Regions from separate parts of the Drosophila melanogaster genome. Here region 1 is linked to region 2. The links are chromatin contacts, called in public Hi-C maps. All regions are on one chromosome and are shown on one strand. The core of a region is the stretch at or near the end of the contact, and the rest is flanking DNA. Distances in the headings are between cores, read along the strand shown.

Evidence for each region. A called contact is a pair of places that touch in the nucleus more often than the background predicts.
Region 1: a Hi-C map of the S2 cell line shows a contact between it and region 2, with 5 times the contacts expected there. The contact joins the promoter of CG9643 here to the promoter of tho2 in region 2. A contact is called at or near these places in 33 of 107 Hi-C or Micro-C datasets (the D17-c3 cell line, the Kc167 cell line, the ML-DmBG3-c2 cell line and 13 more).

Annotation. Positions count from the first base shown.
Region 1 is chr2L:2,973,884-2,980,631 of dm6, forward strand. It overlaps CG9643, which reads right to left and starts at 5,405. Exons shown (of 1, transcript NM_001298643.1): 1 at 4,528-5,405. The coding sequence starts at 5,322. The coding sequence ends at 4,663. CG3165 reads left to right here and starts at 3,239. Exons shown (of 2, transcript NM_134888.4): 1 at 3,239-3,647; 2 at 3,704-4,617. The coding sequence starts at 3,359. The coding sequence ends at 4,470. It overlaps Chd1 (Chromodomain-helicase-DNA-binding protein 1), which reads right to left. Exons shown (of 7, transcript NM_001273046.1): 6 at 6,587-6,685; 7 at 5,679-6,494. The coding sequence ends at 6,293. It overlaps gammaTub23C (gamma-Tubulin at 23C), which reads left to right. Exons shown (of 3, transcript NM_057456.4): 3 at 1-975. The coding sequence ends at 721. It also overlaps CG9641.
Region 2 is chr2L:2,140,319-2,147,103 of dm6, forward strand. tho2 (tho2,) reads right to left here and starts at 4,869. Exons shown (of 15, transcript NM_164454.2): 1 at 4,487-4,869; 2 at 4,139-4,307; 3 at 3,801-4,048; 4 at 3,602-3,735; 5 at 3,131-3,531; 6 at 2,324-3,073; 7 at 1,873-2,262; 8 at 1,467-1,814; 9 at 811-1,404; 10 at 62-752. The coding sequence starts at 4,713. It overlaps CG11723, which reads right to left. Exons shown (of 2, transcript NM_001272977.1): 1 at 6,568-6,785; 2 at 4,979-6,495. The coding sequence starts at 6,706. The coding sequence ends at 5,582.

The DNA.
Region 1 (6,748 bases), core at 4,155-6,654, 830 kb after region 2:
GAGCGTCAGCACCACTACGCTGAGGTATCCATCCTACATGAACAACAATCTCATTGGGCTGACGGCTCCTTTAATCCCGACGCCCCAGCTGCATTTTCTCATGACAGGCTACACGCCGCTGACTAGCGATTCGGATATCCATACCCAGCAGCTGGTTAATGTGCGAAAGACTACTGTTCTAGATGTAATGCGGCGTCTGTTGCAGCCCAAGAACATGATGGTGTCCACTGGTCCCGACAAGTCAAATCATCACTGCTACATCTCCATTCTAAACATTATCCAGGGCGAGGTGGATCCCACTCAAGTGCACAAGTCACTGCAGCGCATCCGCGACCGCAAGATGGCCCAGTTCATTCCCTGGGGCCCCACCTCTATCCAGGTAGCCCTTTCCCGCTCATCGCCCTACGTGCAGAGCAACCATCGAGTGTCCGGACTGATGCTGGCCAACCACACCAGCATTTGCTCGCTTTTCGAGCGAGCTCTCAACCAGTATGACAAGCTTCGCAAGCGCGGCGCCTTTCTTGACCAGTTTCGACGCGAGGACATCTTCAAGGACGACCTCAATGAGCTGGACGAATCTCGCGAAACTGTTGACTGCCTGGTGCAAGAGTATGAGGCAGCCACGCGTGAGGACTACATGCAGTTTTCAGTGAAGCGGGGAAATGGGCCAGTTGACTCCAAGTCGGAGGATAGTCGATCTGTGACCAGCGCCGGTTCCTAGTTCGCTTGTGCCAGAAGAAATGCGTGCCATGCATCTTAACCAATGTATTTTAAAATGTAATATTCTCCAATGACGATGGGATTCGAAATCCTTAAGTAGTAGTGATAAGACGATTGTTGGTATGACTCGCATGTATGTAAACGCTGTTTCGTCTTTTACGATATTTAACGTTCGTATTTCCATTGTTGCAAAATTACACATGAGATTTCCCGATCATGTTTAATATGTGACACATTAAATAAAAAACAGTTTTTAAATGTGGTAGTGAGTGTTTATTGAGAAGTATATTACATATTTCTTTGGTGTATTTTATAATATGAAATCCTTATGGTTAATGTCGACTTGAGGCAGTATGAACTGATATTGCAGTGAGAATTCACTTGTGAAGCTGCACGATACTGCTGTCCTTGTTCCGTTGTCATGTCATTTCGTATGTCAAATATGTTTAGGGTGTGTTATTCAGTTTAAAATGTTCCTATTGTATTGAAGAAGAAAAGAGTTAGATATATAAAGCACATTTTATAAATCAAGGAAGTTTTTCGTTACCATGAATCCCGTTACCCATCGGCTTGCTTACAAGGAGCATGTGTCTTCATTAACCACCTCAGCGTTGCAATTCTCTTCCTCCTGATGAGGCTCTTCGCACTCCTCGCCCTCCGCTTCAGGAGTGACCTCTACATCATTGCTCTTCTCGCCCGGCTCCTCTTCAATGAACTCCACATCATCGTGTTGCTCTTCAGCTGCCTCTTCCACCTCATCATGATCTTCAGTCATCTCATTCTCATTTTCATCATCATCATCTCCCTTCACTTCGTCCACAACGGTCAGATCAAGATGAGAAATGAACTCTTCGCCGTCCTCTTCGGTTAGGTCAATTTCAGATAACTCGGCGGTGGACCTAGCCTCTGAGCTGCGAACCGCCTTGAGGGCCTCCTTGCCACTTATCTCGCGGCAATTGAGCTGGTTAAAACGGTAGCTAAGGCAAAAGCCCTTCTTCTGCACCAGGTTGTAAGACTTACTGCCACAGCTTATTACTACCACCTTGCCATCCTTGGTCTGGCTTATACGGCCAAATTCCCAAGTCTTCGACAGAAGGTCGCTATTCTGGTCTTTTAAAAGTTGAAACGTGACCTTATCGGGCTCATCAGCTGAACGTGGTACTCTGACTGTGATTCCCTTTGTGGCCGGAATATCATCCTCCGGACAACAAATTAGTTTAGTTTCCGGTAACGCCGTGATCTTGGAAATCGCATGCTCCAGCCATTGGCGGGAGTTCTTGTCCATGCAGACAACTTGGATCATTCCAGTAAGAAATTGAATGCCCCCAAAATTGATGCTGGACTTCCAACCCTTTTTCAACTCCTCCACAAGGCCGGCTTCGATCTCATGCAATTGCTGATTAGTCAGCTCGCAATCCGGATAAGTTTCCGCCATTATTGCCATGGTAATACTATTCTGTTTCGAGGTCCATGACGGCTCTGGGACCCTCTGCTTCTTTACATCCTCATGGGCTCTACCGCCCGACGAGTTATCATCATTCGCACGCTTGCGAACGCGATCATCCGAAATCGGCTGCTCCGGACGCCTGCGTCCGCGGTCAGCCGAAACTGACTTGTCGTACCACTCAGAACGTACCGGACTGGTGCGTCTTTCCGAGGCCTTCATAAGGGCCTTTTCATTGCTGATGCCCGTGTCCAGATAGCGAAAGAACCACTTGCGCTTGGCGGGGCCAAGGAGCGATAGCTCCTTGCGAATGTGTTCCGGCAGTCCCCTTTCACCCGATGTCACCTGCATGGATGAGTTCGGAGTGGGCCAATGGCTCCCGTCGGAAGGGCCGCCGTTGCCGGGCCACGAGCGATTGATGGTGTTGCCTGGCTCAGCTTGATACGAGGGGTCGCGACGCATTTCGTTGTTCCAGTTGACTCTTTCGCGGCTCCAGTTAGAGTTGGCCTGCGGGGCAGCAGGGGATTGGTGGTAGTCAGAGGACATGGAGGGGAACGACCAGGAGGCAGAGCCGTTCAAAGTTTGACCCATTTGGGTCTGATTTGGGATCTGTGATTGGCCCAATTGGCCGAAAAAGCCGTCATAGCCGCGATAAGGGCCATAGTTGGCGGAACTATTGCCATTCATGGGAGCGCGGGCATTGAGCCATTCCCGTTCCTGGCGGTAGGTGGCCTCCATTTTCTAATTATTCTAGTTAGTTCTAATACTCACACAAAATGTTAACTGCACTTGTCGACGTTTGCTGCAAAAGTGAGGAATTAGGTGTAATTCATCCGCTGAGTTAGAGACAGCAAATCCTGGCCTGCTTTGCGTGACACGGGAGCCTAGTGTCAAATTTAAGTTTAGTATTGCCAGCGCGCTTTCTTGCCAATCATTTATTATAGTTGACTAGATTGGGCAATAATCTGGTATATTTTTCAACCGTCTTTTTTTTAAATTAACAATTCTGTTAGTGCACACACTGAGTTTATAAGTTTGTCACGATAGTTCACTGTGCCATCTCTATGTTTTCAAGGCAACAGTAGTGTTGGCAAATGTAATGAGAACTCCGTGTTGGTCCTCAAACATTTTGAATAAAACGAAATATATGTACATACTATGTACATGCACTTTTAGCCACCAGTTGCGCTCTTAATGGCTCCGAACGATGCAGTTGCGGAGCACGCGGAGGAGCAGCCAAAGATTTCCACATTTGCCGTTCTGGACCTAGAGACCACCAACTTGCCTGCCTACAGGAACAACCGAGTGAGCATTACGGAGTTGTGCATTTACGCCTTTGAAGCCGCGCTCCTTAAGAAGAAAAAGAAGGAGCAGGACCAGGATGAGCAGCAGGAGCTGCCAGCGGCACCGCGGGTGCTGCACAAATTGAATGTGCTCTTCCAGCCGTCCATGGTAGTGGACCCGGAAGCGGAGAGAATAACAGGTTAGCTGCAAAATGCACCCGTGAGTCATTCACATAATGATTTTATCACCCAATAGGTCTGAGCAACTACTTGCTGGAGCGGGAGTCCCAGCTAGACACGGATGCCGCGCAACTCATCGTCAGTTTTCTAAAGCACTTGCCGAGTCCGGTTTGCCTGGTGGCTCACAATGGTTGGGGCTTCGATTTTCCCATTCTGAGGCAGGCATTTGAGAAACTAAACATAGAGCTTCCCCAATCCCTGACTTGTGTTGACTCACTGCGCGCCTTCATGGAGATTGACGACACACAACAAAAAGAAACCAGTCAGTTGAAAGTACCCAACGATGTGCAGGAAATCATTCCGGAGCTGAAACCCAAACAGAATACTGAAACTTGCCTCAAGGAGCCAGAAGCGGTCGTGAACATCGATTGGCGAACCAGAAACGAAACCACTCCAAATCGTCCAATTTTAAAGCCTACAGAGGCATTCGCCAAGCGTAAGTTATTACGCGACGGCGATGAGGATGACTTGGAGGAGCAGACCCCTCCCAAGCGGAAACCCGATGAGTTTAGGTCACGACGCCAGCTGTTCAGTGGATGCAAGTGTGCCGAGAACAAACGCTATCCCCCCCGCGGAGTTTATAATTTGGAAAGTCTCTACACGAGAATATTTAAGATACCAGCACTTAGTGCTCACCAGGCAGAGGCTGATGTAGTCATGACCACAAAACTGATACAGCATTACGGCATTGATTTCCTGGCCTTCGCCGAGGAGCAGGCCATTCCATTCCAGCAAGTGGTGCCACTTGGCTCTCCTGTTTGTCGAAAAAAGAGCGCAATCTAACAAATTCTATTCCAGCATGAACTTCATTTTAAAATGTAATGGATTATTATATTTTTTATAATGTAGGATTTTAATAATTGATTTTTAATGTGTTATTATAAATATTTTTATAATAAGTATATTTGTATAAAAGTGTCCAGTCCAACCAGCTTTCCCGGAGAAAAAAGTTATTCACTTTGAGATACAACATGTTTATTCCTTTTTCCTTTTGAAAACAATTGAGGTTACCACATTGCCCACCTTGCCGCCAAACTTAAAGGTCGGCGTGGGAATGGTATAGTACTTGACAAACTTCTCGGCAAAGCTATCCACCAGCTCGTCCTCGGTCCAATTGCACGACGTGATTACAAACAGGCTGTCAGCAGTTCGCAGCAACTTTTCCACCGTGTCCAGGTAGAGAGCACGTTTCTCCTTGGCATTATCCGGACAAAGACTGACTGCATCGTAGGTTCCCTTGTCGTGCACCACGTCAAATTGGCCCAGCTCGTTCTGCGGCTGGGTTAAGTCCGCCACCTTGTATGTGATGCTCAGCTTGTTATCCTCCGCAATGTTTTGCGCCAGCTCGACGGCTTTGGGAGAGTAGTCCACGCCGGTCAGGTCTCCGGTGAAGCCTTCATTTGCCAGGCCCACTAGGAACATGCCATTGCCGCAGCCCAGGTCCAGCACTCGACTCGCCTCCTTGTCGATCTTCTCCTCGTTAAGCAGCCAGTCGATCGTTCGCCATTGGGCACTTTCGTCAAACCAGATCTCGCCCACGTCGCCGTGGCTCTTGTAGTTTCGTATCTCCCGGTTGTAGCTGGACTCCCAAAATTCCTTGGTGCCAAGTTCCGATCCGTTCAGCTCGCTATCCATTATTTCGTGGTTATTTTGTAATTAATCCGCAGCAATCAAATCAAACGCGGAGGCAAATGTTTTCGAAGTTCGAAACAGCTGAGCCGCAGATGCATGTGCGTCGGGTCAAGATAGCGCCGTAAGGTTGGTTTCGAAAATGGAACGAGAAAAATCTGAATTTGGGGAATTTTATTCTGTAAACAATTTAAATATAGGGGGATGCTTTTTAGAATTATGATAACACATAGGGTTCAATTTATATATTTTATAATTTATTGATATATATATATATATATATATAATAGATTTCTCAGACACTACAACGTAATTTAAATATTTATGTATAATTAATTTTAACTAGATTACAATTCTCTGGATCATTCACTGATTTTTTTTATTTTTAAACGTCTTATAAAAGTTCGAATGCAATGGAGACATTAAACAAATGATTAGTCTGCTGCTTGCTTTAATAACCGTAATACGAATCTTCAAGGGACCCATTGCTTTCGTGCTTACAATCATATGATGATAGTGTTTAAATATAGTGAGAATTTGTTGTTGGTTTAAAAGCTTTTGAACGACTGGTTCGCACCGTGGGCCACCTAATAAACCACACAGCATGCATTCGCAGCCAGCCGCATCTTCCGTGCAGTTGGCCAGTATAAAAACGATGTTCCGCAATGATGAAGGACGAGTTAAAGCCTACGCTACGATTTATACACGGAAAGTCTAAGATTAGGTTGCAGGTATTGCCACTAAACCCTGGATGATGCAATGCCGGCCCTCTGTGCGATCGGATGTATAGTCATTTATAGAAGTATAGTTAGCTGCTAGGAATTACTTGTACAGGTGTATGGAGCTACGCTTAACGTACTGTATGCGGGTTGGTTTTACTGTGTCGAGTGGCTGGCCAGGACACGATGGCCCGCCAGCCGGGCTTAAGTCTAAGTGTTTTATGTACAATCGACAGTCGGCCCCCAGAGCTGACTCCTCAGGTCTGCGTGCGCCGCTCGTAGTCGCTGCGTCTGTAGTCGGCAGGATAGTCTCGCGGCATGACCGGATATCCGCGTGGGTCACTGCGGTAGACAGACGACGGTGGCGGTAGGCCCGGAACGGCTCCATTAGGCAATCCATAGTAATTGGGCGGCAGGTAGTGGCTTGAGTAAGGATGCGGTGGCAAGCCAGACGGATATCTGAAATGAAGGACCACGAAATGAGTCAAATGATACACAATGTTAGATAAAACAAATTTAGGAAAAGGATGTAAGCCTGAGCGATTAATTACCTGCGCTTCTCGGGACGACGGTCGCGTTCGCGATGATAGCTGCCTTGACCTCCCCCACTGCGCCCATATCCATCGTAGCGATCCCGTTTGTAATCCTGGCTGTATCTGCAAAAGTAAAGCATATTAGAAATCCACTTGCAGGAACAAAGCCCGTTTCGATCA
Region 2 (6,785 bases), core at 3,619-6,118:
CATATTTAAGATTTGATGATTTAAGATTTAAGATTTACATTCATTTAATATTTCAACTCACCTGCTTTTGCATCTGGTTCTTTGATCACCGACTTTTGTTCGCTGTTGTAGAAAGGAGCAGCTCCGCCTGGAGCCCTTGTTCCTTGTGTATTCCCAGATGGAGAGGTGGGTGACAACTTATCGGATCTGGTGGCTGCGGCGGGAGCGCCAACACTGGTCGGCGACTCCTTATTCGGCCGCTCGGCGATTTGATGAAAGACACTCTCCTTTAGCATGTGGGGAGTCTTCAGCTTTAGTTGTCCAATGTAGCTGGAGGCAATGGCATACAGATCCGGTCGCTTTGTCTTCTCCTCCTCGCGCACCTTGTCCACCTTACGCTCGATGATTTGCGCCAGTTTGGAAAGAACTGGATAGTGAGGCAGTATTCGCATTAGGATGATCAGTGCGTTTCTGATCTGCATAAAGTCCTTCGAGTCCAGACAGAATACAATCGCCTTGGTAATCTTGTAGTGCCACTTGTGACACACATGCCGATAGTTTTCGTAGCCAACATGATCGTTGGCCTCTGAGAACTGATTGCTAACACGAAACTTTGTCACAAAACCAGGATAATTGGCGCACTCCTTATTAAACACCGCCTGATCCGCATGCCAACGCATCACGGTCTCGAGCATGGCGCACAAAAAGCGTCCGTACCGCGTAGCCTCGCCCTCAGTGCACGATGTTACCGAATAAGTGATGTCACAAAAGATCTGAGGACAAGAAGAAGGAGTAAGATCGAGTTTAAGTAAATGTATTTAGTCTTATTACCCTATCATAGCACAGCAAGGTTGAGAAGTTCGATGTCTTGAGATTGTGGATGGTGTGCACGAACTTCGCGCAATACAACGCATCCAGAGCTGTGAAGGTGCAACGCGGGAAGAGACAGAGCTGCAGGAATTGCGTGATGGTGTCGTTCTTTGCGGACTTGCCAGATCGTAGAAGGAACCAACTATCTTTTTGCTCCTGCAAACGCTGCGAGATCTTGTCAACGTGCTCATGCTGCTTCTTTCGCTCGTCGTTCAGCTTCTCCATTAGCGCAATGTAGCGCTCCTGCTCCTTCTTGTTCTTAGATTGGTTAGAGTCTTTGCCTTCTGCCGCTTGCTGGGCCAGCTGCTTTAGCTTGGCAACCTCCCTCTGATAGCTTTCGTTCGGCACGTGCAGATCGTACATGCTCAGACTCCAAAAAGTTACCAGGAACTGCGGACTAATGTCCTCCCACACCTTGGAGCTGTGCAGTGGACGAACAGACTCTACAATAGGGTTCATGATCAGCTGCGTAGCTTCCAAATACTTCTGGAGCTTTTGCGTCGTGGTGAGCTTCTTGGCGTTAGGGTCATCCTTGCGCAATTGATCATATTTTTGCTGTAAGAGGGATTCGGTTAACCTTTTTGTAATATTTTGCAGAATGGTTTGCTCGAACTTACATTGATCTGATGAGTAAACATGGGCCTAGCCAAGAAGAAGGCCACATCCGTGTTTATGTGGTACTCTCGAAGCATGGTTATAATCGAGGGCAACCGCTCCACATACTCATCCACAGAATAGGTGGAGCCTAGGAACGTACCAAACTGGACGAGTGTGTCTTGGCACTGATCATACAGATTTCCCACTAACTTCAAATGGCTGTGTGCCGCCGTCTCACGATAAATGACGCAGTGTTTCTGTTGAGCCATCAAAAGGCAAATAGCCACGGCAAGATCGTTATTGGCCAATGCCTCCTTTAGGCGATTAGAGGACTTTTTCGTATTCCTCACTTGACTAAAGTAGCCAGCCTATAGCGACAAATACACTCAATTAACAGAACAATATTGCAGTGACTTGGATAATTACCTCTCCCCTGAGCTGCTCACCACCACACATGGCTTGCAACTGATCATTAGTCATCTCCTCGCAGGACTCCACGCCTGCCATCTTATGCACGATCTCCCTCAGAATCAGTAAGTCCAGGCTCTTCTGCGACTTTAACTGATTGGCCACATACTGAAGCAGACCACTTAGCTCAATGCTGTACTTCTTGTATATGGTGCCGCAGAAGGAGGCAAGACTTTGCAGCCACAAGGATAACGAAGTGCCGTCATCCTTGAACCTGAGACGACCTGTTAACGTCAACGACTCGATGATGCAGTATCCCAAACAGTCAAAGGATAAGGCAGTAAGATACTTGAGCAGGTCGCAGACCGGACCAATTAGATTATCATAGATTTGAATTTGCAAGAGAATCTGTTGAAATAGTAATGGAAATGAATAAACTGTTTTGGAATAGTACCTAGATGAAACTCACATAGTCGAAAAGCAGTCCTGGCGCACAATGGCTATACTTTCCTACCAGTCGTCCCAGCTGCTTGACGTTCTCCTTGCTCACGCGCTTCATTAGGGCCTTAATATCCCGTTGTGCCAATCCACATCTCCTGATCAAATTGGGATGCAGCTGATAGCTGTCGTTCTTCCAACGCGCATACAAACTGTAGCGAAAATGATACGGGAAATATTTAAGCACAGCCCAGATCTCTTCGGACATGGAACAGTTGTTGTCCAAGTATAGAAGGGAGGGTAGAATGCAGGCGTCCAGCGAGCTCATAATGTCATAGTAGTGCTGCTCTGCTTCCGAATTCGGCGGAGGTCCATTTAGGCTGTCCACGCCCATATCGACAACTAGTTTCCGCATAATACGGATTAGTTTGTACATCAGCACAGTGTCGTAGTGCATGGCAGGTCCCAACACGTTAGCCATCGGCCAGGTGTACTTCCTTAAGTCGCCGAATTCCTTTGCCTGCATCTTGGCCACCAACTTGGAATCCTCATACAGGCGATTGCGGCTCGGCCTACGTCCTGCGGGAGCCTTAAAACACTTTTTGTAATAAATATTCTCCACGGACAGGTGAATCAGATCGGCAATGGCACGGGCAATGGGTTCCTGCAATACAACCGCCTGCTCGGGAAGCTTCTGGATGATCTTGTACGCATTCTCCCAGTCGCCAACTTTAAGCAAAGCTTCGCAGAGGCCAAATTTTTGGTTTGCATTGTATTTTTCCTGCGAATAAAACGATATCGTTAGTAGAATCCCTCAAAAAACGTTTATTAAATCTACCTCATTGAACTTCTTAACTGAAGGCGGCGGTGGTGGATCCTTTTCGTCTTCCTTCTTATTGGTTTGTATAAGGTTCAGCTTGCGGACCATTTCCCTGGCATCAGCCAGGTCTTCCTCCCAGTCCGCCTTAATGCTCCCATCGTTTGGAGTCAACCACACGTATACATCGTTCAGAGCAATGACGCCATGCTTAAGCAAAAGAGCACATACATGATATAACGAGCGGGGAGTGCGGGAGTCCTTAAAGTGGCAGAACTTGTAGCCGAGGACTTCGCAAATAATGGCACCAGTGGGCATGTAGCTGCGCAGCAGGGGTATGAACAAGTTCCATCGATCCGGACGAGTTTCAAAGGACTCGATAATAATGTCCAGCACACGATTAGGATCCAGATTGAAGCAGCCTGCAATTCAATTAACAATTAATGCAGTCGGTTTGACTGTGTTTCCTCATAGCTATCAAAACTATCTTACCTATAAGGGATTTTATGATATCCATTATGCTCTCTGGAGTGGTGTTCTCGTCGAACTCCTGGTTTAGCTCTGTGATAAGCTTGGCAAACCCTTCACTCTCCTCGCGGAAAAGGTTAAACCGACGCTGCTTGTAGCTTAAAGGGAAAGTAGAGATTATATATTTTATTAACCTCAAATCGCTTTTACTATATGTACGTACTATAGCTTGGTTTTGACCTTGATGAACTTAGAGTAAAAGCTCTTGTTCTTGACGATTCCCGCCTCCTGCAACGTATCGATTTCCAAACGTTCTTTCAAAAGACTTTCTGGAATCACCCTGTCCAAGTCTTTAACAAGTTGCACAAAGGCATGTCGTTCTTCCTGAAGTCCATCGGTTATAAGGGAGGTTTCGCTGTCCAGAATGTTAACCACGTCCACTATAAGGCTGGGAAAGTCCGCATGGAGGGCCTGCAACATAGGAAAACGTTATATATAGCGACAATTGTTAAGAAGTAAATGCCTTATAAATCTTTCTTTACAACAACAAATTCAACTCACCACGACTTCCAGGAGCAGGTGGAGTACTATGTCTTTTTTGTGAGTGAAGCGCAGAGTCTGCCAAAGAAGCTGGTATATGGCATTGGAGATGCCCTGCTTAAAGACGCCGTTCTTGTCGTAAACGGGCGTATCCGCCGCATCCTGCAACTGATGCTTGAGGTACTTCAGGCTAGAAGTAAACGTGTAATTTAGCTAGGGAACGAGGAACAGTCAGTCCAAACAGTCGATCCAGCAGCAAGACACAAACTGACGACAGCCACTGTACTGCGAGTGCGAGTGTTTGGGCGCGTGTGCATATATCTCTGGCTGCGTTTGCATCGGTGTCGGAGCGTGGTACCACACACGTACAATTCACTGCGTCCGGATTTGTCCAAGTGCTTGAAGACCTCCGGATTGAGTGTGCCTGGCTGATTGCCGCCGGCTCCGCTACTGGCGGCTGCTCCGTTCGTGTCCGACGATGCGGAGGTCCGATTATCCGCCGTCGCCGCCGCATCGCCGCCACCAACGCCATCCTGCGCTCCCGTAACGCTCTTCAGCTTTTTCAGCCGGCGCAACCGGTCTGTGGATCTCTGCATCCTCGGATCAGGTGGTACACGCGGGCGCTTTGCTGCGGGGGCTGAATTCTGCTCCCGAATCGATTAGATCGTTGTACTTGTCGAAATATTTGACAAATTTTCACACTTTTTTTTAGTTAGTTCCGCCAGTGTGACCGTACTGCTGCCTAACTAAATACCATTCGCCGAAACGAAAACGTCCGACTGCCAAATGCCAAGTTACTTTTTTTCTGGAACGTTAGACAAGGAACATAAACTAGCAAATAATCTTGAATTGTTATTATTTATATATATATAGATATATATTATTATATATAAATTATGCACCGGACGTCAATTTTCATTACAATTGAACTGAGATTGTTTTCGACCAAGTTGCCTCTTTTATTTGTTTTATTTATGGTTGACATTTCGTAGTGGAACATCGGGAAATGAAACCGAATCGATTTTAGGATTATCTCACCTTAAAATCATTGGACCTTTTTTAAATCGTATGCACATATTTATTACGTGTCTATTCGAAAACAGAATCTTAAATCAATTCAAATCCATTAAAATTCCTTCCAGATGACATCCCAATGATAAGCTAAACCTTAAAATTTAATCAGCATCAGCTGTTATTTTGTTTGTATATTCCATTTCGTGTAAATTGCTTTAAAACAGCCCGCGAATGGCATACCCGGAGTCAAAATGGTTAAATTATTGGACAATACAAATCAATATTTTACAAGCAATTCAGCGTGTGGATAATGGTCTTATGATAGGCATTTTGCCAAACAACTACTCATGTATGAGTAGGGTTTCATCTAAGACTTGTAACAATATGAAAGGAATACTCCTTAGAGAATTATTGGTGAATGTAAAATCGTAAAAATTTGGTATGAAGTCTTCATAGCAGAGGCTCATTCTCTATCTTGACATCGCACTCAACCATGGAGCTGTCGACATAGTCAAACGAAGTTGGTGTTTTTCGGCTACTGATTTGGTAGCTGGAATTGGATAGATGGTACTGGGATTTCTCCAGCTGAGTGGCAAAACTGGAATTCGGGGCTGGTGTTAGTTTGGGCATGCTGCGCTCTAGAACGTCTTCGGGTCCCGCCGCCGCGAGCATGTGCTGATCCTCCTCCCTGAGTTCCACCAGAACGCGCGCCATCTCCATTCGAAACTTAAGATTGCTAATGGCTGACAGAGACTTTACGTGCGGCATCATGCTCATCAAGAAACTCAAGTCCGAATCGTTCTTTAGATCGGGTTCAGTGGTAGACTTTGACGCCTGGCTGGCGTATCCATTCAATAAGGGGACATCGTTAGACGGCGAAGTTTTCCTCCGACGTCCTCTCTTCGAAGGCGGGGGTGGACGTGGCAGGAATTGTTGGTGGCGCGGCAAGTGTATGGGCAATGTGGGCGATAGATCCTGATCGGAACGATGGGCGCCCGAGGATGAAGAATCCAAAGGCTTGATCAGCGAGCCTTTATCCGAGCCAGAGTCCTGGGGCACTGACGGCTCCCGCTTAAATATGTCCTCGATGATTTCAAAGTCAACAGAGTCATCATTGTCCAAATCCAAATCGATAGCGAAGTCAACCAGTCGGGTGGGCTCGAAGACTTCCGGCTGCTCGGTGTTCATCACGAAGGGCTCTGGTGGAAAGGGCACCAGGCCCTCCGGATCGAAGATTTGGCGCATGAACTCCAGTGAGCGAAAGTATGGCCAGTGGGACATCTCGATTCGTTTCTGCTGTATCTTGCGCACCTCTGCCCGGTAGCTGTCCCGCATTCCCTTGAAACGTTTCTTGCAGATCGAGACTGCAAAATGACCAGGTGTTATTTATAGGTTTCCTAGGCATATAAAACCCTCCTCGTTTATCCGCCACTCACCATCCTGCTGCATTATCTGCGCGACACTCGCCCACTGGAGAGCTGCGTCCTGGTTGCGGTACGAAATGGACATGTTTGTGTCCCACAGGCACCGCCGCTTGGACACCTCCTGTATGAGACGGTAGTTATCTGATTTCATGGCGCAGTGGACCAGAAATTGCGGTTTGTCCACAAATGCAATGCTCCGAAACTTGCGGATCCCGAATTTTCAACGCAAT